3 separate regions of the Mus musculus genome follow, and all the other regions are linked to region 1. Evidence: chromatin contacts called from public HiChIP or PLAC-seq data. All regions are on one chromosome and are shown on one strand. Each heading gives the region's core, a stretch centred on a gene start, on an enhancer-like site or on the middle of the called end of the contact. The rest is flanking DNA. Distances are from core to core; before and after follow the strand shown. Region 1 overlaps Gm26691 (a long non-coding RNA gene). Region 2 has its middle 42 kb from the start of Mir1895. Region 3 has its middle 63 kb from the start of Mir1895.

Evidence for each region. HiChIP or PLAC-seq counts read pairs in DNA pulled down with a chosen protein or histone mark.
Region 2: an H3K4me3 HiChIP or PLAC-seq map of neural tube shows a contact between it and region 1, with 4 times the contacts expected there. The contact joins two enhancer-like sites. A contact is called at or near these places in 2 of 115 datasets of contacts at active chromatin or transcription factors (embryonic midbrain and neural tube).
Region 3: an H3K4me3 HiChIP or PLAC-seq map of embryonic forebrain shows a contact between it and region 1, with 4 times the contacts expected there. The contact joins two enhancer-like sites. A contact is called at or near these places in 1 of 39 promoter capture datasets (trophoblast stem cells), 1 of 484 Hi-C or Micro-C datasets (uterus), 5 of 115 datasets of contacts at active chromatin or transcription factors (astrocytes, differentiating embryonic stem cells, embryonic forebrain and 2 more) and 2 of 9 other capture datasets (embryonic tail and embryonic trunk).

The regions. Positions count from the first base shown.
Region 1 is chr3:133,874,292-133,878,584 of GRCm38.p6, forward strand. All of the region lies in intron 2 of Gm26691 (a long non-coding RNA gene), which reads right to left. Among named protein-coding and RNA genes, the nearest start is that of Gm30484, 58 kb to the left of the region's middle. Within about 2 kb of position 2,545, at least 68 of the 459 cell types and tissues checked have an H3K27ac peak or open chromatin away from gene starts, as enhancers often do. A contact at or near this core is called in embryonic forebrain and neural tube, where this site is marked.
Region 2 is chr3:134,280,673-134,285,293 of GRCm38.p6, forward strand. No RefSeq gene overlaps it. Among named protein-coding and RNA genes, the nearest start is that of Mir1895, 42 kb to the left of the region's middle. Within about 2 kb of position 1,274, at least 24 of the 459 cell types and tissues checked have an H3K27ac peak or open chromatin away from gene starts, as enhancers often do. A contact at or near this core is called in neural tube, where this site is marked.
Region 3 is chr3:134,300,948-134,305,522 of GRCm38.p6, forward strand. No RefSeq gene overlaps it. Among named protein-coding and RNA genes, the nearest start is that of Mir1895, 63 kb to the left of the region's middle. Within about 2 kb of position 2,369, at least 54 of the 459 cell types and tissues checked have an H3K27ac peak or open chromatin away from gene starts, as enhancers often do. A contact at or near this core is called in embryonic forebrain and neural tube, where this site is marked.

The DNA.
Region 1 (4,293 bases), core at 1,295-3,794:
TTCATCTTTCTTTGATCAATCATATGAGTATTGTCGAATATGAACTACTGGAAATGATACAGCAATCTAGAGAAGCTCTGAGGACTATTTAGGCTTAACTTTATTTAAGTCCATTTTCTTGATAACACAAATAATCGCTTTCAGCTTGGCATTTCATAGTGTAAGAGACTAGTTTGGCTTGGAACATCCTTTATTTGGGAACATCTCTAAGATGCTCTTTCTGGTGAATTTTTGTCACTGAGCAAACAGGAAGTGCAGGTTTTGTGGGCAGGAAATATTAAAATGGCTGCCACACTGACTCAGCCATCTTAGCTGCTGCTTCCTTTTGTATGATACATCTTAACAGCAGTGCTTTTTCTGGCATCTGACAGTGTTCTTTTTGGGAAGTCTAGTTGATTTCTGTCTTTCTCTCCGTTGAAGCTCTGTTGTCACTGATAGCCATCTCCTGTTTCTCATATGTCCTTGTCTCTGATCAATAATCTATACTAATTATTCCTGTGAGACATGAATGTTTTAAATTAATGAAGTCACTGTTTTTTTTTTTCATTGAGCCTATATTGATTTGAGGTTCAAATTCCACTATCTTTAGGAATTCTTTTTGGTAATTGCTCCTTGATAGTAGAATGTTTCTTGACTCTAGAAAGAATAAAACATTTTCAAGACATATGATTGGGTTTGCCTTGTCGCTTTTGAATAAAGTAGTTACAAGCTTAATTTCCTTTGCATTTTCATGTTGGTGAGTATAAATGAACTAATTTCATAGTAGAAGATATCAAGGTTTCAAGGTATTATGTAATTTGTCTATGGTAATATTTATAGAAAATGAAAAAGTCCAGACACACCCTAAGTAACATTACTTTTGAAACACACGATTCAAATTACAATATTTAATAAATCCAATTTTTTATGGGTGAAGCACTATTTTGGCAATGCCTTTGGCGATAGAGCTTTCGACTCCCTTTCCACAACTGGGTATTTTTAGTTAATAAATTTCAGCACAAATTGGAAATAAGACAAGACGACCTACCTTCTGCATCAGTTTCTTACAGTCACTAACTTACTAGAAGGTCGGAGCTTCTTTTTGAAAATAGAAAATGTTGTTATATTGGAAAAACCGCCAATCTAATCACCAAATACAGCTGTTCACGTTTCCGTGAGATGTGATGAGAATGAAGCTTGAACATTTGCACTTGACAGCACACATTTTCAGAGCAATTGGATGCGCTGAGGAGCGCTGTGAGGAGCAAGCACCAAATGGAGGTGGGCTAAAAGATCTTGGAATCTTGTTCTGGGGTCTGGGGTCTCAGATGCAGCACCCACCAGCAACACAGAGAGAGTTTTAGCAGCTGCATTGTTTTAACCCAGCCCTTAAAGCAGGAAGCCAAACCTCCTTTCTTCACCCTTAACCACGTGGCTGAAAACTGTGTGACTCATGCGCTTAATCTCTTGGTCAGGTATTATTCTTCTAGGAATTCTTAGGAGGAGGCCTTCAGTAGTGTAGGTTCCTTTGGGTTCTGACCTCCTTGGGGTTAAATGACCTTTTCAGGGGGGTCACAGATCAGATATAGTGCCTATTAGGTGTTTACATTACAACTCATAATAGTAGCAAAACTATAGTTAAGAAGTAGCAACAAAATATTTTTATGGTTGGGGGGGGGGTCACCACAACATGAGCAACTGTATTAAAGGGTTGTAGCATTAGGAATGTTGAGAGCCATTCATCTAGCAGCTCTGTTCAGTTAGGAGAGTAGCTTGTGGATACTGTCCTCAGTAGGATTGAGATCTTGGGGTGATATCTAAAGTACCAACGAGATAATTAAAGTGTTAAGATAGATCCAAGATTATAATTCGTTGAAAAAAAAGATTATTTGGGGACCAGTGTACAAAGGGTCTATTAAATACGAGGAAAGGTTTAAATTAAAACTTGATTTTGGATGGTGGCTGCCCAATATTTGAACCAAGGTTGTGACTGAAACTCCATTAGAAAAAAACCCTGCAAAACCAAACAAAAACAAAAACACGAGGCTATAACATTGGAAGTTTTAATTGTGTTGCATTTATGAAATATTTTGAAGAATGCCTATAATTTATAAATTGCTTTTGATACTGGCATTGGGACGTAGAAAAATTTAAGACACCTCCTTAGGGATAGCCAAGGGTGACTTTCCTGTAAGGTTTGAAACGAGGGGAAAACGCTGCAGTTCTCCACATTTCCAGCAGGGGTCAATATGTTTTCATCATTCCATACGGAGAGCTCCCAGGAAGCAGCCGCAGTGTTGATCCTAATTGGAGCAGACGCAGGGATCTTCTATAATCCTCTGACATCCTTTTCAAATAATAATTCTTAGGTGGGTGGTGGGCTGGTGGCTGCAATGCCAGTGCGAGGCTTCTCCACAATGAAGCCTAACCATTGTCAATTATTTTTGATGTATGCTAGCTTAACTTAAGTCTCCATCTGACTGGCGTTTCCAACCCACAGAAGGGTATTCCTCCTTCTAATTATGGAGACACAGTGCCCAGGATGGTCAGAACCAGTGTGCTATTTTGGCTTAATGTGCTCTCCAAAACGCGTTCCCTCTTCCCGGGCCTCCTGTGCTCTTTCCACTCAGCACAAAGACAAGCATGTGCTTTCAGTCAAGTATCTTAGGAATGGTTTACTTATAGCCTTAATTGCTGAGGCCATTTGACTTTAACTCATTACATGCCGGTCCGTGGAAGCAATTAGAGACACCCTGAGTACATATGATTATAGTTGCGTAAATACATCTCCCAACACTTTGGTAATCACTATTAAATCTCCCTTGTCTATCCACTTTCTAATAAATTGTTTAGGGGCTCTGCTAGCTGTGGTGTGTGTTAAGGGAACACATTGTCACCCTTTGTGTGCATTTTAAAGACTCTTGGTTGCCTTGAGCCTCAAATTGTCAATCGGAAGGCGTTCTTTGAGAAAAGAAAAAAGAAAGAAAGAAAAAAACCTCCCCTCCCCCACAACCACCATCTACACACACACACACACACACACACACACACACACACACACACACACACACACAGCACGTTCAATTTTTACTCTTCTTGGCCCTGGATACAGCCCTTTCTGGTGATCAGGGGAGTGAATGTCTCCATGTAGAGACATTTGCAGAAATCTGATTCTGGAGAGCCAGGAGTGTTGAGCAAGAATATATTACCAGGCCACCGGGAAGACTGTTAACTGCTTATGTGCTGTGCTTGCGTGAAGGGCGAGCTGCTCACCTGGCAGTGCGCCTCTCCTGGCCTCAGGCTCAGTGAAAGCTTGGCATTTACCCAGAGGTCTTCACACCTCTCTCTAGGTGGGGGCTGGAGAGTGCTGCTTGGAAGATGAAATACAAGCTGGTCAGAAGGCTATAGGGAATGCAACAGACCAGTGGTATTCAGAACTTGCACTCCCTATGTAAGAAGTCAGGAGAAACTTCCACCTCATGTGGAGGTTGAGCGGCTCCTAAAAGGATTGGGATTTGTTTGTTTGTTTGTTTTTGATTTCTTGTTTGTTGTTGTTTTTCACATATCACACTGGCACGTGCTTTTTAACACACGTGGGTGCGTTTTACACACCTAGAACTGATTTTTCTTTTACCGTCAAAGGTTGCCAATATCCTTTAAAGTTCACTTTGCGATAGTTAAGCAAAGCGGGCACTTTGATAAAATTCTTTGTTGAGGCCGCTCTATCTCCAGTCTTTCAAGTCCAGATTTATGTAAAAGCCAAACGAACAAACAGACAAAATGTAAGAGCAATCCCCAAATTCCAATGTTAATTTCATGGTAGGTCTGACAGACACCTGTTAGGCACACCGAGTCTTCTGGGGAGTTAGGAGAAGCTGAAGAGAGTTCTGTGCCCATGCTTGGCGGATGACAAAGACAGATTAATTTACCATTTTTTTTAAAAGAATATCATTTACATGAGTGTACAAGTACTTCACTGCACAAGAATGCATCTCTTAAAAATAAGCATTTATTTATTTGCTTCCTTAGTGTCTACTACAACACCAGAATCTGCTACCAGTATGGGACTGTATTGATGAATAAAACAGGCTCGGGCTGTATTCCCACGAAGGTTACATGGTGCTTGCTAAAATATACATGCTTTGAAAGTATGTAAGTTCTAAAAAAAAAAAATCCCCAGTATATTTTTATTTCCTCACTTCACACGTTTGCTTCTTCATATTTAAAATGTAGGCTGAGATACTCCTTGCATTCTTTAAAGGTGAAAAAAAAATAGAACTGCAGGGTGAACGACGAAAATTTGGTGGCTGCAGA
Region 2 (4,621 bases), core at 24-2,523, 410 kb after region 1:
TCCCTTTATATTATAAATAATTAAATATGATGATAGGATCTTAAGTTTGTGAAATAGCATATAATCTGTAAATATCAATGATAGCATTTTGTCTAGGCTCTGCCCCACAGTTACCTGGCAACAGGTGTGCCTGACTCAGTATAAGAGGGTCTGCTTGCCTCTCCTCTTTCTCTTGCCTTCTCTCTCTCTCTCTCTCTCTCTCTCTCTCTCTCTCTCTCTCCCTCCCTCCCTCCCTTTCTCTGTCTCTACTGTCCTCTCAACTCCCTTCCCCATACCCCGAATAAACTCTATTCTATACTATACCATCTTGTGGCTAGTCCATCTGGGGACACAGATATCTCACCATGGGCTCTTGGAAGCACCCCTTTCCCCCACACCTCCACCAAACATATTCTTTCTCTTTATATCATTTTATAAAACACACCAGTTCACATTTCATGTTTCCTTCTTGCTCCATGGAAATCACGTGAACAGAAAGCTTTGATAGAAATCATATTTTAGGACACGGTGCATACATGTGACAGGCACAGTATTAACTTGCATTAACCCTCTAAGTTTTCAAGTGAGTCCAGTGATGAGAGCCTCTCCTGGGGGCCTGCATTGTTCTGAAGTTAAAACTGATCTAAGGTTGTATAACTGCTTGCCACTATAGCAGAAATTGACATAAAGTTCTGTCTGACACCAAACTTCAAACTCCTGGCTTTGTGTCACATGATTTCCCATGTCTTTTCTTTGGTTGAATCTATGAAGTCACAGATTCCTCCCTGAGACAATACCTGGCTGTAATATTTTGAGCCATTCATGATTAGGAGCTTCATCAACTATTTCATTGATCTGAAGCTACCGCTGTATACACAAAATGTTAAAACGATAATCAGTTTAGCGAAGAATTAATTTGTACACGTATGGTTAATGAAAGGCATTTCTAACTAATTGTTCTTGAATGCATTAGTCTTGACTCGCCTGGGATGGGTCTCAAGCGATTCCTTCTCATCGTCCTGTTTTCTTCCCTTGTGTTGCTGTAGAGCCTACCCATCATCCTTGCACATTCTGATTGATGAGCAAGCTGTCATTTCCAGGAGAGTCTTTCCACCCTGGCAGGCGTGCTCTTCTGAGGCTCTCACAGTTGTTCTGAGTTTTGTGGGAGACTTAACAGATTCCCTACCTGCAGACATCTCATTTTCCCCCGCTGATAGCACTGCCCCTTGTTTACTGTAAATCCTTGTTATCTCACTTTAGTCCTCTGCTTTCTCATTCCTTCTTAGTCATTCTGCCTTCCTTCTGCAGACGCTCCCATCCCCCTCTGCGCTGCTGTGCTTTCTTACTTGGGATCCTTACTCTCAGCTGAATCCACTTGTTTATTTGCATTTATATGCAGAGCCTACGAGTTTTCTTTGCATCCACTCTCGGTTGTCTTCACCATTTTGTCAAAGAGGACCGCCTTCTGGGTAACACCACCAGCAACACATTTCTCCCCTGGGAAACATGACAAAACCTTTTTTTCCCAGTGTTTCCTGCACTTTCCCTTTAAAGCATGTCTCTGCTGAAGCAGCTAAGTGGCTGCACAACATAATCCTGTCTAAAGCTAGCAGAAATGCTATTTCAGAGCATTTGTATTTAACCCTTTACTGTCCTTTTTTTGGTGCAGATTTTAGTGGCCCACAAGTAATCCGTCAGTGAATTTTCATTCAACACCTCTCATGCAAGCAATTAATATCTATGAGAGTCTTTAGATTTTGCACTAAATATTTTCTTTGTTGTTTTGTTGTGCTTTGGGATCCTGTTTTCTTCTTCCAGGACATCTGTAATGGAATGTACATTTCTTCCCGCATACTGGGTTGGTTTGAAAATATGGACGAAAGACACTGGCAAGGAGGGGGTATTTATTGTTCTTTCCATGTGCAATTTGTTTTGGTCTCTCAGCATCTCTCTAGACAGGAACATGCTTCTCATTCATTATTGCTACTCTCCTTGAGTCTGGAATGATGTCCTTCCCTTTGTGTCATTTTCCAAATTCAGACTAATCCTTTATTTACCTCTCAAAATCCAGCTTGCATGCCTTGATGAGTCTATTCAATTATTAATCCATGTATTTAGCAACCTTGAGGACTGGATGCTGGGAGGTTGCTTCACCACTGGGATACATTTATTATAACCCCTTCCTCTTATTTTCTTGGTCAGTTTTAAAACAGTCTTGCCAGGTTACCCAGGCTACAGTTGAATCCCAACCAGGCCTTGAACTTGTGAACCAGCTGCCTCAGCCCCTTGAAAAAAGTGAGTATCACTACTAAAGACTCTTCAGATCACAAAGTGATTGTAGCATCAGTTTCCACTAACTGATGTGGATGTTGAGCAATTAGATGCAGTTGTTGGCTTTAAGGCACTGAGACTTAGAGTTAAAGCTACCATCAAAAGACAGGAAGAAATTGGGTGTTATAAGACCTGTTATAGAATCAGGTGTAAAACTCAGAGAGGTCCCATTTTAAAGAAGACAATTGGTTTTATGGAAACTGTCTGCCCATAGACTGACCAAAGAATGGATGGGGCTGTAGTTGTGCAGACAAGTCATCCTGAAGAGGCATTATTTCATGAATAGGCAGGTTTTAAATTCTCCATAGCTAGTACTTACAGTGAGAGAATAATGTCCTGGTTATCATCAACTTAATGCAAAGTGGGTCAACTGGGTAGAAGGAATCCTTCATTGAAAAAGTATCTCCATCAGATTGTCCTGTAGGCATGTTTATCATGTCTTTTCTTGATTAGTTGATATGAGACTATCCAGCCTACTGTTGTCAGTGCCATCTATGGATAGGTAGGTCTGCAATGTATGACAAGGGTCAATGAACATGAGCTTGGAAAACAAACCAGTAAGCAGTGTTCTTCAGTGGCCTCTGCTTCAATTTGTGCCTCTAAGTTTCTGCCTTGAACTCCTACCATGGCTTCCCTTCATGAGAGACTGTAGACCTTAAGCCAAATAAATCCTTTACTCTAAATTTCTTTGCTTATATTGTTTATCATAGCAATAGAAAAAAAAAACCCATGACAACTAGTATGCACTTAGAGAACTCTAAAGATCTCAGTGGTTCATTTTCTATGTCAGTGTGGCCACAGAAGATTATACCCTGAAGCGTGAACAAATTAGTTGCATCATTAGACATATCACTTTGATGGCAGTGGTCCCACTGAAAGAATAAGATAGAATATACAGATAACAAAGAGATAAAGGCCAGGCAGTGGTGGCGCACACCTTTAATGACAGCACTTGGGAGGCAGAGGCAGGTGAATTGCTGAGGTCGAGGCCAGCCTGGTCTACAAACTGAGTTCCAGGACAGCCAGGGCTATACCGAGAAACCCCGTCTCGAAACAACAACAACAACAACAACAAACAACAACAACAAACATCAACAACAACAACAACAAACAAAAACCAAAAACCAAAAACAAAACAACCCAAAGAGATAGAAAGAACATAAGAAGCTGACTGCAACAATAGTGATGTGCGAAGTTCAGACTGGTAAAAACTTGTCAGGGTGCTGGGATTGGGAATGAAGAAAAAGACAGCCCTTGCGATCTCCAGGTCATGCCTTGGTGATTTTGTCATAAGTAAAGAATAGGTCCTAAGGTAAAACAGAAAGGGGAGAGAGTTAGCTCACTCACTTGGGGTTGAGTTTCTTTACCAAATGCAAGGAGAACTTTCAGAAACAAGCTCTGGACCAATAACATGGATTAGAGCATCACTACAAAGTAGGTGTCACTGCTACCATGGAAATGGTTCAGGATGCTTAGTAGTTGTTGATGACAGGGACAGTAGAGCAAAAAATCTAAGATATGATTTTAAAAACAACCATTTGGAATAAAGGGCATGGTAGGCTTTTCAATAGTCACTGACAGAGGTCTTATCAGTGATTTGTCATATCCCAAGGTTAGAGGCATCTTATGTTTTCAATCTTACAAATGAAGACACTTTAGTGTATAGAGGTAAACTTACATTGAACACCACCAACCAGTAAAAATGAGAATAATATCCAAAACCTTTTATTCTTTCCCTATCACATGGTTTCCTCAATGCCCTTATTTTAGCAAATGTGGATATAGAACAATATTGAAGTATAGGAAAATATACACAAAGAACTCTTGGGACCCATAAGAAATGAACTAAGTGAGAGAAATGCTTATATGCTTTCAGAAATGTGGCAATGTATAAAATATTATTTTGAGGAATGCTACTTTATTTTACATCTTTGAACTCTGGGTTTCAGTTCTACTTTATTTTTATTTTAGTTTTTACTTTGTAGTATTTCTTAAGATCTAGATATGATTTAGTTTATTTACTTTATTTCAAAATAAGAAAGTGTATATATACATATATATATACATATGTGTGTATAAGCATATACATATATACATAAATATGTGTATATATGGGATACCATAGTATATTTTGATAAAATTGATATATTCTTTATTCTCTGACTACTGTTCTAGTATTTTCTTACTGTTGTTAAATTTTCTCCCGTTTGTAGCCCATTATCAATTACTTAAAAGAACCATGATCCAAGACTTCCACTTCCTTCTTGGAGAATCACAATTTTCACTTTCAATTTAGTATTTCACTAAGGTA
Region 3 (4,575 bases), core at 1,119-3,618, 430 kb after region 1:
GAATTGAGACTGGGAGCAACTCAGAAAGGAGGGACTCTAAAGAATTGAACTAGTGAGGATTTTTCAGGCTAGATCGTGGCTGCCTATACCCTGTCAGAATGAATTTTTTTGTCCCCTGAATGATAGTGAAGAGGAGAGGGAGCACTTAATGGTATATAACTTTAAGGGTTTATGGTTTTTATTCATGGGGCCTGTTGACAGTCTGAATGAAGGGAGGCAATACAATTCTATTTCTTTCACAAAGGAACCACAGAGCAGTTGGTTTTCTGGTGCTTTACGCATGCCTTTTTCTTTGAATGGTTCTGCAGTGCAGTTTCTGCTCACATAGAAGTGCATCCCTAAACTAAAACAAATGTACAAGAGATTCTCAGAGAAAACAGGTTCTTATGTGCTGTCTAGACATGTGCTGAATGACAGTTGTTACATCTCTGTCAGATTAATTTCTGATATATGTATATATATATATATATATATATATATATATATAGAGAGAGAGATAGATAGATATAGATATATAGAGAGAATTAAATATATATTTGATTCCATAAGACAAATAATTAGAAAAAATAGTCTATAAAAATATATACTTTTAAACAATTACTATTATATATTGAGGTAGTTTACAAAGACAATTTCTTAATGGCCTCATGGCTTCTTCTGATTTCTCTTGGCTATTTCCAACTTAAAGTCCAACCTTAGTAACTGGATGCTTAATCCTCCAACACAACTCGGAGAAGACCAGATAAGGAGCCAGGGTGTGTGGTTGAAAGCTGTCAGGTAGACTGTATTGTGTCAACTGAAGTGTGGAGAAGAGAAATAGGGGAAGGTGGTTACATTCTATTTCTTTGTCCAAAGGTGGAGTGACAAGTTCACAAGGAAACAAATCCCACATTTTCCTAGGTGAGAGATCCCTGTGCCACACCTTGTGCTGGACTGAGCCCATTCTCAGTATATGAAAAGTTGGATGCATGTATGTGTGGATAATAGACTACCTCCACCTTCTCCATTCATACTGATACTGATACTTCTACTGTCCCATTATAATGAGAAAACTTGTTCACCAGCCAGTTCTGGGTTCCCGAATGCCTAGGCATTAAATTGGACTAGTAGTGGTTTAAAACAAAGAAGCAAACAACAGGAAGCAAGAGCCTGGTTCCATACTCCTGGTTCAGCTTAGACCCATTGCTCTTTGCACAGGGCCTTGACAATTAGCTGCGGAAAAGAAGATGCTCACTGGTTAAGGGCTAGGTAACCTGGAAGTGTAATGATCTGCTTTCTCATTCACTCTTCTCTCCAAACAGCTATTCATAGGGAAGTACAAAAAAATGACATAGCACAAGTGCATAGAGTGATGAAATTAGTTTATACAACTGTCTCTCAAATTCACCCGTGCACTAATTTTCATGTGAACAAATTATATAAAGAAGAAGTATACAGATATATTCTCATCTAATAAGGTGGAAATGCTTTTTCCTGTGTATTTCTCTTTCCCCCCTCTTCTTTTACATAAGATGACCAAACAACCATTTCTTAGTGTGAGAACTCTGAGCCTTCTAAATTTCATTTCTGATCTGATCACCCTTCCCCCCCCCCAAACACATCATTAGCCTTAAAATGCAAAATCTTTCTCTGAACTCTAAATAGAAGTTAAAAATAGCATTCCATTCCCCAAAGCTCTAAATCCCACCTTGTTTTTAATCAGCTTTCCAGAGTGACTGTGCAAGGTTACACAGACCCGACTGACTGATTTATGAATATAATTTTTGTTTTAATTGAAACAGCAACATTTAGGTTCCACCTTAACAGTGCACCTTAAAAGATTATCTCGGTTATTTCACAGGCACCGAGCCGGCACTAATAGTCCAAGGCAGATATTGAAAAGCAGCACAGGGCCAGGCAGATCTATTAGAAATTCCCATCCACGCGCCTCATACATATTGATTTCTGACACCAAGCAGCAGTGAAAGCCCCCGTGGGAATAATATATTTAGCAGGGTTCGCTGCGAGGAGGTCACAGAGTGCATACAGATTAGCTTCAGAGGACCAAGGCGCTAGTATTGGAGCCAAATGCTAGATTTTATATCATTTTAATCTGAACTTTTATAATCCTTTTAGTTCTTCTTTCTCTGCACGGCAGAGAGAAGGCTGCTTCACATGTATCGTGCATCTTTTCCTTTATTCTTCCTATAAATGTGCAAATGCTGCTGTAATGGGGAGGAATGTTCCTTCGGCACAGACAGCCCAGCCCCAGTCAGATTTGCTTTTATAAACGGTGGTCAATTCAGATGAAGACATCTTTATTTAAAGATTCCTTTCCAAGGGGGAGGGAGAATCACAAACCAGGATCTCTAGGGCTGAGGCGTGTAAGCATAGAACTCGCTCCCTGATTAAAAGACCGGTCGCTCCCCTCCCCCCTCTCTCTGACACTGGTGCCCTAATTGAGCAGAAGTTTCATTTATACTGTTACAGCTATGGAAACAAAAATCTAAACATTTTTTTAATTACCTTTCCACCGGCGAGGGAGCGCCTGCTTATTATGCAAAGAAGTGTTGTGACTCTATCAAATAAAGGTGTCAGATGAGAGTCAAACATGCAGTTTTGGAGACTGGAGAGAAGCCAGCTATGCCAGAGGAGAGGTGAGAGTGGACACACTTTGACAGAAGGGTGAAATACGTTCAGACAACAAAGGGGACAGGGAGACAGGGAGGTTTCGCACAACATACACAAAGGCCTATTGTCTCCAGAGGCTTAATTTGAATTTTAGGTGTTCTATAAAAAGTTCCCATGATTACTAATATTCAGAAAAAGAAGTAGCTATATTGGCCAAGAGTCTTTTGAATCCGTCTCATTTTTTTCTGGTATCCTAAGCAAGCATAAAAGCTGAGGACAGAAATAAAGGAGAGAGGAAGCACCAGGCTTCATGACTTAGCCTTGGTATAGGAGTAATCACAGCAAGCGAAAGGTACATTTGAGCTGTGCCTTATCAATAAAGGTTTACTTTAGCAAGAAGAAATAATTAAGGTATCCAATTAAGACTGGAATTTCCCTGTCAAAGTATCTAACTAAAACATGCCAAACACATTAATTTTTTTTTGGCCCATTTCCTACGGTATGTGTTTATTTACTTTTATTTTCCAACATGTTCAAGCTGATCACAAACTGAGAGAGAGAGAGAGAGAGAGAGAGAGAGAGAGAGAGAGAGAGAGAGAGAGATTGCATTCAAAGAAGGAGAGCAATGAGCAATACAACTTCAAAGTCAATTTTATACAAACTTGGAAAACTATGAAAGTCTGCTTTTGGCTAATGCCTTTGTCAGAAGTTTTTGCTTCCTGAAAGCCAGATGACTATCAGAGTGGGATCCTAAAATTAAAGTTACAACAAGCACTTACTCTTAGCAACTGGAAAGATAATCCGGAAAGAAGGACCAGGATGCTGGATAACCTATACACTTTTTACTCAGCCCACTCAATCATTCAGATTCAAACAAGTAGAGGCAGAGAATCCAGGGATTTAATGAGACATTTATCTGCAGAAATCTGAGGGAATCTGTACAAGCTGGGCATTCCTACCACCAAAAAGGAGAAGTATGTGTGCCTGTGTATGTGTGTGTGCATGAGTGTGTGTGTGTGTGTGTGTGTGTGTGTGTGTGTGTGTGTACACATGCTAATGGGAGAGTTTGACCAGTGGATGTATCAGCATTAAATCGCACATCTCATTTGACTGTTCCTTGTTTTCCCAAGTAGAAGTTGCCACTTCTATATTTGGCAGCTTTCTGCACACTGTACCAACTTTTACAATAAATTACCGTGAGAGCTTATATTTCTCCTTATGTTCTTGGGCTCAGTGAATTTACTTATGGTTTACAAAAAGAGAAATGGACTTGGGGAGCCTGGAATAACCAAGGACACACTCAGGACTGAGTGAACATCTGGGAAGACTGTCATCCTCCTCTTCTGGACTGATCTCTCTTATCAAAGACCTTGGCTGGAAAGTCCTGCTCGACCCAGGGCAAGGAGAGCTTGACTGTGTTATTATCCACCTTTCCTGATTGTCAACACGTTGCTCTATTTCCTTGTACATAGATGTTAGTCAATAATATCAGTTGGTTTGAATACATTATATGAGATAGAAGTTATACGTATGGGATCGAGACCAAGAAATAATTGGCCAAAAAGCAAATGAAGCAAAGAAAAAAAAAGACAACAACAACAACAACAAAAAAAACCCCAGCAAGTCATTTATTCAGCGGGGCTGTCTTCAAGGCAGCCAACACTCTACTTGATTGCTTCTCTCTGGACTGGCCCCATCAGTGTCTGAGAGACAGTTTGAGATGGATGGAGCTGTTCATTTATTACCTGAAGGGGGAGGGGCACATTTTCCCACTGGAAAACAAGCCCAGGGAAGTGCAAGGCAAGAAAAGTACAAGTATAGATGGTTGGGCTTCTGATTTTGATTGGAGTTCCACTGCCCAGGTGGCAGTTAACAATTCACTTCCCATTATTTCTTTCACCCTAAGCCAACTCCAAGTCTCTGTCATATGATCGCAGGCTGCACCAGCCCTGCTAGCCATCAGTT